2 separate regions of the Gossypium arboreum genome follow, and region 1 is linked to region 2. A link is a contact called in public Hi-C data. All regions are on one chromosome and are shown on one strand. Each heading gives the region's core, a stretch centred on a gene start, on an enhancer-like site or on the middle of the called end of the contact. The rest is flanking DNA. Distances are from core to core; before and after follow the strand shown.

Region 1 (3,781 bases), core at 519-3,018, 59 kb after region 2:
TTCATAATCACCGTCGCAAACATGCGTGGATTTCAAATCAAAATCTATCTATTCATGTTGTCATGATTAGTCTCCAATTATATAAGCATGATATAATAAACAAATCATAGTTAAGTATACATGAAATTATTTAACATCATCGTTATCACCCTGGCTGAGTGGTTAAAGGCCTTAATGATTGCCCATAGTGCGCAGGCCTCAATTGAAATAGCAGCAACTCTAGGAGGCAATGGACAATAGCAAATTTTGGGATATTTTTGTGACTTATGAAGAAAAACAATTAAAAGAGATTTATACTGATAACGTTTTATAAAATAAAAGACAGAGAATAAAGAACAAAGAGAATGGCAGAGCAAAGAGAGAGCATATTTTTATTGATTAATTGGAATCTATACAAAACTTCTCCAAAGTCTCTATTTATAGGCATAAGAAGTATAAATGAAGTCTTGATCTAATTCTAATGACTATTAGAATTTAAAGTACATCAAAATTTATCTTGATCTTGATGGACATCCACTTAATAAGATCTTCATAACAACGTAAATATAATTACAAATAATTACATTAAAATCCAATTATTATGTGACTTTGCAAATGCATTGATAGTGATAGTGATTTAAAAGAAAATGAAAAACCTAAAATGTGCCTAATTTTATTTTATTATTACAATTTGAAACATTGTTTGATAAATTATTGAAAAAATAAATCAATTGAAAAATAATATTTTTAATATTTTAATTTTGTTACATACATTTGATAATCTAAAACAAACACAACTCAATAAAATTTGTCAATTAAATGTGTGTTAAATGTGAGAAAAATGATAAGCAGATCAATTCTATTTATCACTTAATTAATATAATTTTCAATTAATTCTATTTTTTTATTTTAATATAATATTTTTCTGTACAAAATTATGTTTAAAATTTGATTTTGTTTACAATAAGGCAGTGAAATGTTTAAACATTAAGGATAATATGTAGAATAAAATCTTTTTATAATTTAAATTTTATATTTATCAAACAATCTAATTATATTTTGTACCTAATTCTAAGTAATATATCAAATTGATTTTAGGGTTAAATATAAAATTAAAATCTAAACTTGTCCACTTCTTCGAGATTGATACTTATGATTTTTTTTTGCCTAAATTGGTACTCAATTTTTTTTTCGTCAACTAAATCGATATTTGAGTCTATCGCCATTAAATTTAGGACTTTTTTAGAATAAGATTATGACACATTGCATAAATGATGTCACGGTGAAGTTACAATCTAAAAAAGATTTAAAAACCCTTTTTTTCTCCCCCAATTTTTCTGTGGTTCTTTTTTTTTTTTCCCTTCTTTTTCTTCTTCTTCTTCCCTTAAACCAAGTTTCTTCTCCCCCCAATACTGTAAACACCAAAAATATCATATTTACCTTATCTTTTAGTTTAACAAAAATATAAAATTCCGTTTCATTCCCTGCACTTTCTCAGTAACCAAACAAAAATACACATCTACCAAAAATACCAAATCTAAAGGAATCAACAATAAAAACAAATTTCAGCGAAATATAAAATATCGGCGATCTCTTAACAGAAGACTCATCTAAAGCATACAATTATCACCTGAAGATCAACTACTCCAATGAAAAAACAAAAGAAACAAACAGATTTCTTTTTCCCACAATAAACGTAAAAACTTCACCATAAAATGAAGGCTATAAAATCCACTGTAAAAGCTATTCACCAGTTAACAAAGCCAGCTCCCTTTTTTTTACCCTAAATCATTGAGTGGGGACTGAGTTTGTGTTTGGGGGTTGTTATAGGGTGCTATAATGGAAGCTAATGGGGTGAATTTGGGGGTTTTGGTGTTGGGGATTGAGGGCTTAATGGGGAGAGAAAAGGGAGGTGAAGATTGGGCATTAATGTTTTGTGGAGGAAGGTCTATTTTTTAATTCTTTGAACTATTGTAGTCATGAAAAGTAATCTAAAAAAAAAAAAAAAGGAAATAATACCCATTGCTTATTTGCACTTTATGACAACAAATTACCATGATTAAAGCTAAGTAGAGGTGAAGAACAACATCAGAAAACTGAACAGGAAGGGAGGTGAATTGTTTTTTTTTTTTTTTGGTTCAAAAGTCATTGTAATAGTATTTTGAAATTAGATTTTGTTTTTCCTTGAAACGAAGAACACTTTGAAGAAGCTATTTCAAATCTATCAAAATTGATTTTTTTTTTTGTTTGCAAATTTAAGAAGAAATTTTCACGAGTTGGGTTGATGGAAGAAGAAGAAGAAGAAAGGAAAAAAAAAAAAAGGAATGATAGAAAATTGGTGGAGAAAAAAAAGTTTTTTTAAAATTTTTTTATATTATGACATCATCATGACATCATTTATACTACGTGTCACAATTTTATTCTATCACGTCCTAAACTTAACAACATTACTGATTTAGTTGATGGAAAAAAATTGAGAACCAATTTTAGGCAAAAAAAACATACGTACCAACCTGAAAGAAATGGACAAATTTAAGTACTATTTTTATATTTAACTCTAAATTTTATAACTTAAATTCAATATTTAATTTTTCAACATATATTTTTTTTAGCACCAAATCTTTTAGTTTATTAAACACTCTCAAATGTTTTAGGTTGTACTTGAGCCAAATTAAGTTTAATGTGTAAGAAATTCGAGGTTTACTGAAAGTGAGGCTTAAAATTTTTTTTACCTCAATCAAGTTTCAATTTTAAACCAGAGCTTGATTCAAGATACAAATAGAACAACTTGTTAAATTATACATAAATACCTAATTAAAAATAGCTTGATTTTCATATCCAACTTCAGCTCAATTATTTATACTAAAAATGAAACTATAGTTTGAATTTAAATTTTTCAATATTATTAAAAATCTTAATATTGAATTCAACAATGAAATCCAACATAAATAACTTGCGAATAAAGTTATCTACTTTACACCTATAGTCATCAATATTAATTGAATCTAAATGATGTTATGTTGTTTGCCCACTTTCACAATCATCTCTAGTGGGTTAATCCAACTCACAAGCTTAGCCCATTAACGGGTGAGCAAAGGTATGCTTTTTCAAACCCAAAGATTTGGGTCCTCAATTTTAATACATCTACTAAAATTTTATTGATGAATGGATTCATCAGATTGATTGAAATAAAATTAATGAATTATTTGATTCACACATTATTTAAGAATCAAAGAATATTTAAACAGATAATAAATCAATTTAATTATAAAATTCGATAAAAAATCATTTGAATTGATAATAATATATTAGGTATATATTTTTCAAAATTTATTTATAAATTAATACAATATTAACCTTTAACCTTTTAGTCTTATATGTAAATATTAAAATTACATCACTAAGCTAAATGTTTTTCTCATAAGCAAAAGAATTGATTAAAGCACAGTTAGTCTATGAGTACCGATACTATTAAAAATCGCCCTCAATTAGACAACAAATTCCATTTGGGGCTTGTGTAAACTTGTGAACACCAATTGCTTGTGAGAATCTCATTGCTGCCAGTGCATTGGCAACTTTATTACCCTCACGATAAACATGGAAACTTCAACCTCCCAATCCAATCTTAGCACCATGATTATCCTCTTGTTCAGTGGTAAGATTGGATTGAGAGGCACTCACTCCCAGGTGTCAAAGCCTGTTGCAGTCCCTCCAAGGCTCCTCAAAGCTTTGTTTCCATAACCGAACACGTCCCAATATTCATAGTGAAGCCCACTAGCCAATCTCTATTATTATCCGGATA
Region 2 (3,863 bases), core at 45-2,544:
AAGAAAAGCTTACAATCATAGAGTATTGATGATATGTAATGAACCCGACCTTGGCTAGGTATGCTAACATTGTTAACCCAAATAGCTAATACAATTATTTTGATTAAAATATTTATATGGATTTTCTTAAAATATTGTTCTAACTTATCTTGCTAATATAGATTTAAAACAAAAATACATAATCATATTTTATATTTTAATTGTAATAGTTAACGGTGTTATCTATTTAAATTAATTAAATGATATTATAAAGATAAAATGATCAAATTATGTTAAATTAAAGATATAATGTCAAATTTAGTCTTCAATATTTATATTTTTGTATGCTTGTCTCTCTTTTTTTTGGAGTTAAATTTGACCTTTTACCTTTTAAAAAGAGTCAAGTTGGCATCAACCTTTTAAAAAGAGTCAAATTATTATTTTTAATGAAAATACTTACTATTTTTAAACATAGCAGTCCACATGAAAATCCATATGTAGTTCATGTTTTTTTAATTTTATGAACTTTTTATATTTATTTTTTGAATATTTTTATATAAATTAAAGTATTTGTTGACATGACATATAAGACAAATCTTGTCATATCAATATAAAGTATATGTGGGTTATGACACCAACATTTCCGTTAAAGAGACAATTTGACTATTTTTCAAAGGCTAATGGTCAAATTTTGCTAAAAAGAAGAATAAGGATCAAATTGATAAATGATGTAAACATTGAAGGTTAAATATGGTATTATGCCCAAATTACTATAAAAACTAAATCCAAACTTTGAGCATATAGAGAGTCCAAAATTATAATATACTATTTAGTATCCGAGTTTGGCTTGATTTTTAGTTTGATACTTATATATTTTTGTCCCGATTACATATCTAAATTTAATTTTATGTTTAATTTAGTACTTAAACTTTTTTTAATTTCAATTAAGTACCTATAAAGTTTTTTACTAGAATACACAAGTCAAACATTTTTTGATTCGTTTAATTTAAATACTAAATTAATAATTGAAGCTAAATTATTATAATTTAACCATTGGGAATCCATCCCTATACGTCACCATGTGAACTATATGGTGTACAACATTATTCCAGGGATTGCGCAACACAAGATCGTGGACCCCCACGAACAGAAAATAACTACATTAACGAACAAACAGACCAAATTGAAAAACATTGAACAAGCTTTGTCCTAAGAAGCTAAAAAGACCGAGTCAACTCAAATCCCGTCCCTCATGTTTGATGTTTCCATGGTCATCCTAATTTATAGCCATAACCCACCACTTGCTAAAACCCTTTCCTAAACTTCCACCAAAACAAAAACAAGGCAAATGTATAAAACAAAAATTAAGAAAAAAAGGACAAAGATTGAATTTTTCTTCACATTGACTCCCTTGAATCCATACAATCAAATTTTATAGAAGAAAAAACCCAGAAAATTTACTCAGAAGGGTTCACTAAAATTGTGCCAAAATTGCGAATACTAAAGAGTACGAGCTGCAAAATGCAGCAGAAGGGACAATAATTAGTCCATCTTCTGTTATGGAGGACCAACTGCATGCTACGCCATCGTCGACGTTACCCCTTTTTGAAGTTGCCGAGCTACATCCGGCACCGTCGAGTTTAATCATCGAGGGAGGGGATTATCCTCAGGTACAAAGCTTTGCGGATGTTAGGAACATATTGTTTGTGGAGTCTTCTAAGATATGGTCTATTGCAACTCCTATTGCGTTCAATATTTGGTGCAATTATGGGATCAACTCCTTCACCAACATTTTCGCGGGTCATATCGGCGATATCGAGCTATCGGCTGTCGCCATTGCTTTGTCGGTCGTCGCGAATTTTTCATTTGGTTTCTTGGTTAGCTTCTCTCACGTTTATGTGTTGTTTCCTTTCCTTTATTTGGTTAGCTTCTTGGTGCAATTCAATGAAAAAGGGGTTAATTGCAACAAAATCCCCGCATTACCGTTCAAATTCTAAATTGATAGTGCTCGGGGACAAAGCCAAAATTTTGTGTCAGTAGAGCAAACATAAAATTGTTATAAAATTTTGGGGGTTACCTCTAAAAATTTATGTTAAAAAGGCTTAAATTAAAATATTAATTTCTAGGAGGGACCAAAAAAGTTATTTTTTATTTAATCAAGGGGCCCAGTCTTGCATGCTTTGCCTTGCTAAGGTATAAGTATTATATCAATCAAATCTTTCAATCAAATAGTTATTAATTTATGTGTTAAATAGCAGTTTAGATATAATGTGAAGCATATTAGAAACATGAGAATCAAATTGTGAACACAAATATACTTATTGCACGAACAGTTTGGATTTCACCTTTTAAAAAAATAATTTTGTGTGTCAATAAAATTTAGCAAGGTTAATTTTTTTTACATATCATATTTAAGTTGTCTATATAAATAGGGACAAAGGCAGGAAAATAATTTAGGGGGTCAAAAGATAATTTTATCATTATATTACTCGTATTTTTATAATTTTTCACTGTTTTACCAATTTTGGAGGGCCAATGTCACTATGTGTCCCCTTGAATTTACATACAATACGTATCAATGTGTTTATTATTCGATTAACGTGATTTAAATATGCACCATGTAATATTTGAGTTGACATTTAATGCTCAACTTATTACTTATGTTAAATGAAAGGATCTAATTGATACAATATTAAAGATTTGATTAGAACATTTTGAAGTTATGAAATAAATTTAAAATCTAAAGATTGTACGGTGAAATTAGCTCACTGAAAAACATATCATATTTTATTTTTTAAATATATTTCGTGACTATTTTTATAAACTGCAGTTAGGAATGGCGAGTGCACTCGAGACCCTATGTGGGCAAGCATTCGGTGCTGGACAAATAGATTTACTCGGCATATACATGCAACGATCCTGGATAATCTTATTCGCCGCCTGTTTCGCCTTGTTGCCTCTCTACTTATACGCCACCCCACTACTAAAACTCCTCGGTCAAGAACCTGGCATTGCCGACCTCGCCGGAGAATTCACCATGCAAGTCATGCCCCAAATGTTCTCATTAGCCATCAATTTCCCCACCCAAAAGTTCTTACAAGCACAAAGCAAAGTCGGGGTCTTAGCCTGGATAGGCTTCGCCGCCTTCGTCGGACACATCCTAATCATTTTCCTCTTTGTTAATGTCTTCAAATGGGGTACCACAGGTGCTGCGGTGGCTTATGATATATCAGCTTGGTTGGTTGCTTTGGCTCAGCTTATATATGTGGTGGGATGGTGTAAGGATGGCTGGTCCGGGTTGTCGTGGCTAGCTTTTAAGGATCTTTGGAGTTTTGCTAAGCTTTCTATAGCTTCGGCGGTGATGCTTTGTTTAGAGATTTGGTACTTCATGATGATAATTGTTCTTACTGGTCACCTTGAAGATCCAGTCATTGCGGTTGGGTCCCTTTCAATATGGTATGTTCAAGGTCGAGCCAAAGTTAAATCGAAACCCAAAATTTGGCGGACCATAAACATCTCTACTCTATATTCTCTCAATTTTTTTTTCATTCTTACGTTTTTTTTTTTAAAGTAAATTGAGTTTTTATTCAATTCAATGTTTCAGCATGAACATCAATGGCTGGGAAGGCATGCTATTTATCGGGCTAAATGCAGCTATAAGGTAACCTTAAAAAGAAGGTTTAATTTCACTAATCATCCTCAAACTACGATTTAGAATTTAAATTAGTCCTTAAACTTCAAAATATTTTAATTGAACCCCATTAGTATCATATCATTTAAGTTCTATTATTCTAACTATTTGCTTGCACGTTATATGTCAGCTGAAATTTGATGTAAAGCATATTTAAAACACATTGATCAAATTGTAAACGTATGTAAATTTA

Evidence for each region. A called contact is a pair of places that touch in the nucleus more often than the background predicts.
Region 1: a contact with region 2 is called in a Hi-C map of leaf, with 1.9 times the contacts expected there. The contact joins the enhancer-like site here to the promoter of LOC108477554 in region 2. A contact is called at or near these places in 3 of 5 Hi-C or Micro-C datasets (all in leaf).

What each region holds. Positions count from the first base shown.
Region 1 is chr12:90,208,868-90,212,648 of ASM2569848v2, forward strand. No RefSeq gene overlaps it. Among protein-coding and RNA genes, the nearest start is that of LOC128285449, 32 kb to the left of the region's middle. Within about 2 kb of position 1,769, at least 2 of the 2 cell types and tissues checked have an H3K27ac peak or open chromatin away from gene starts, as enhancers often do. A contact at or near this core is called in leaf, where this site is marked.
Region 2 is chr12:90,150,803-90,154,665 of ASM2569848v2, forward strand. It overlaps LOC108477554 (protein DETOXIFICATION 34), which reads left to right and starts at 1,295. Exons shown (of 7, transcript XM_017780092.2): 1 at 1,295-1,856; 2 at 2,810-3,435; 3 at 3,584-3,640. The coding sequence starts at 1,539.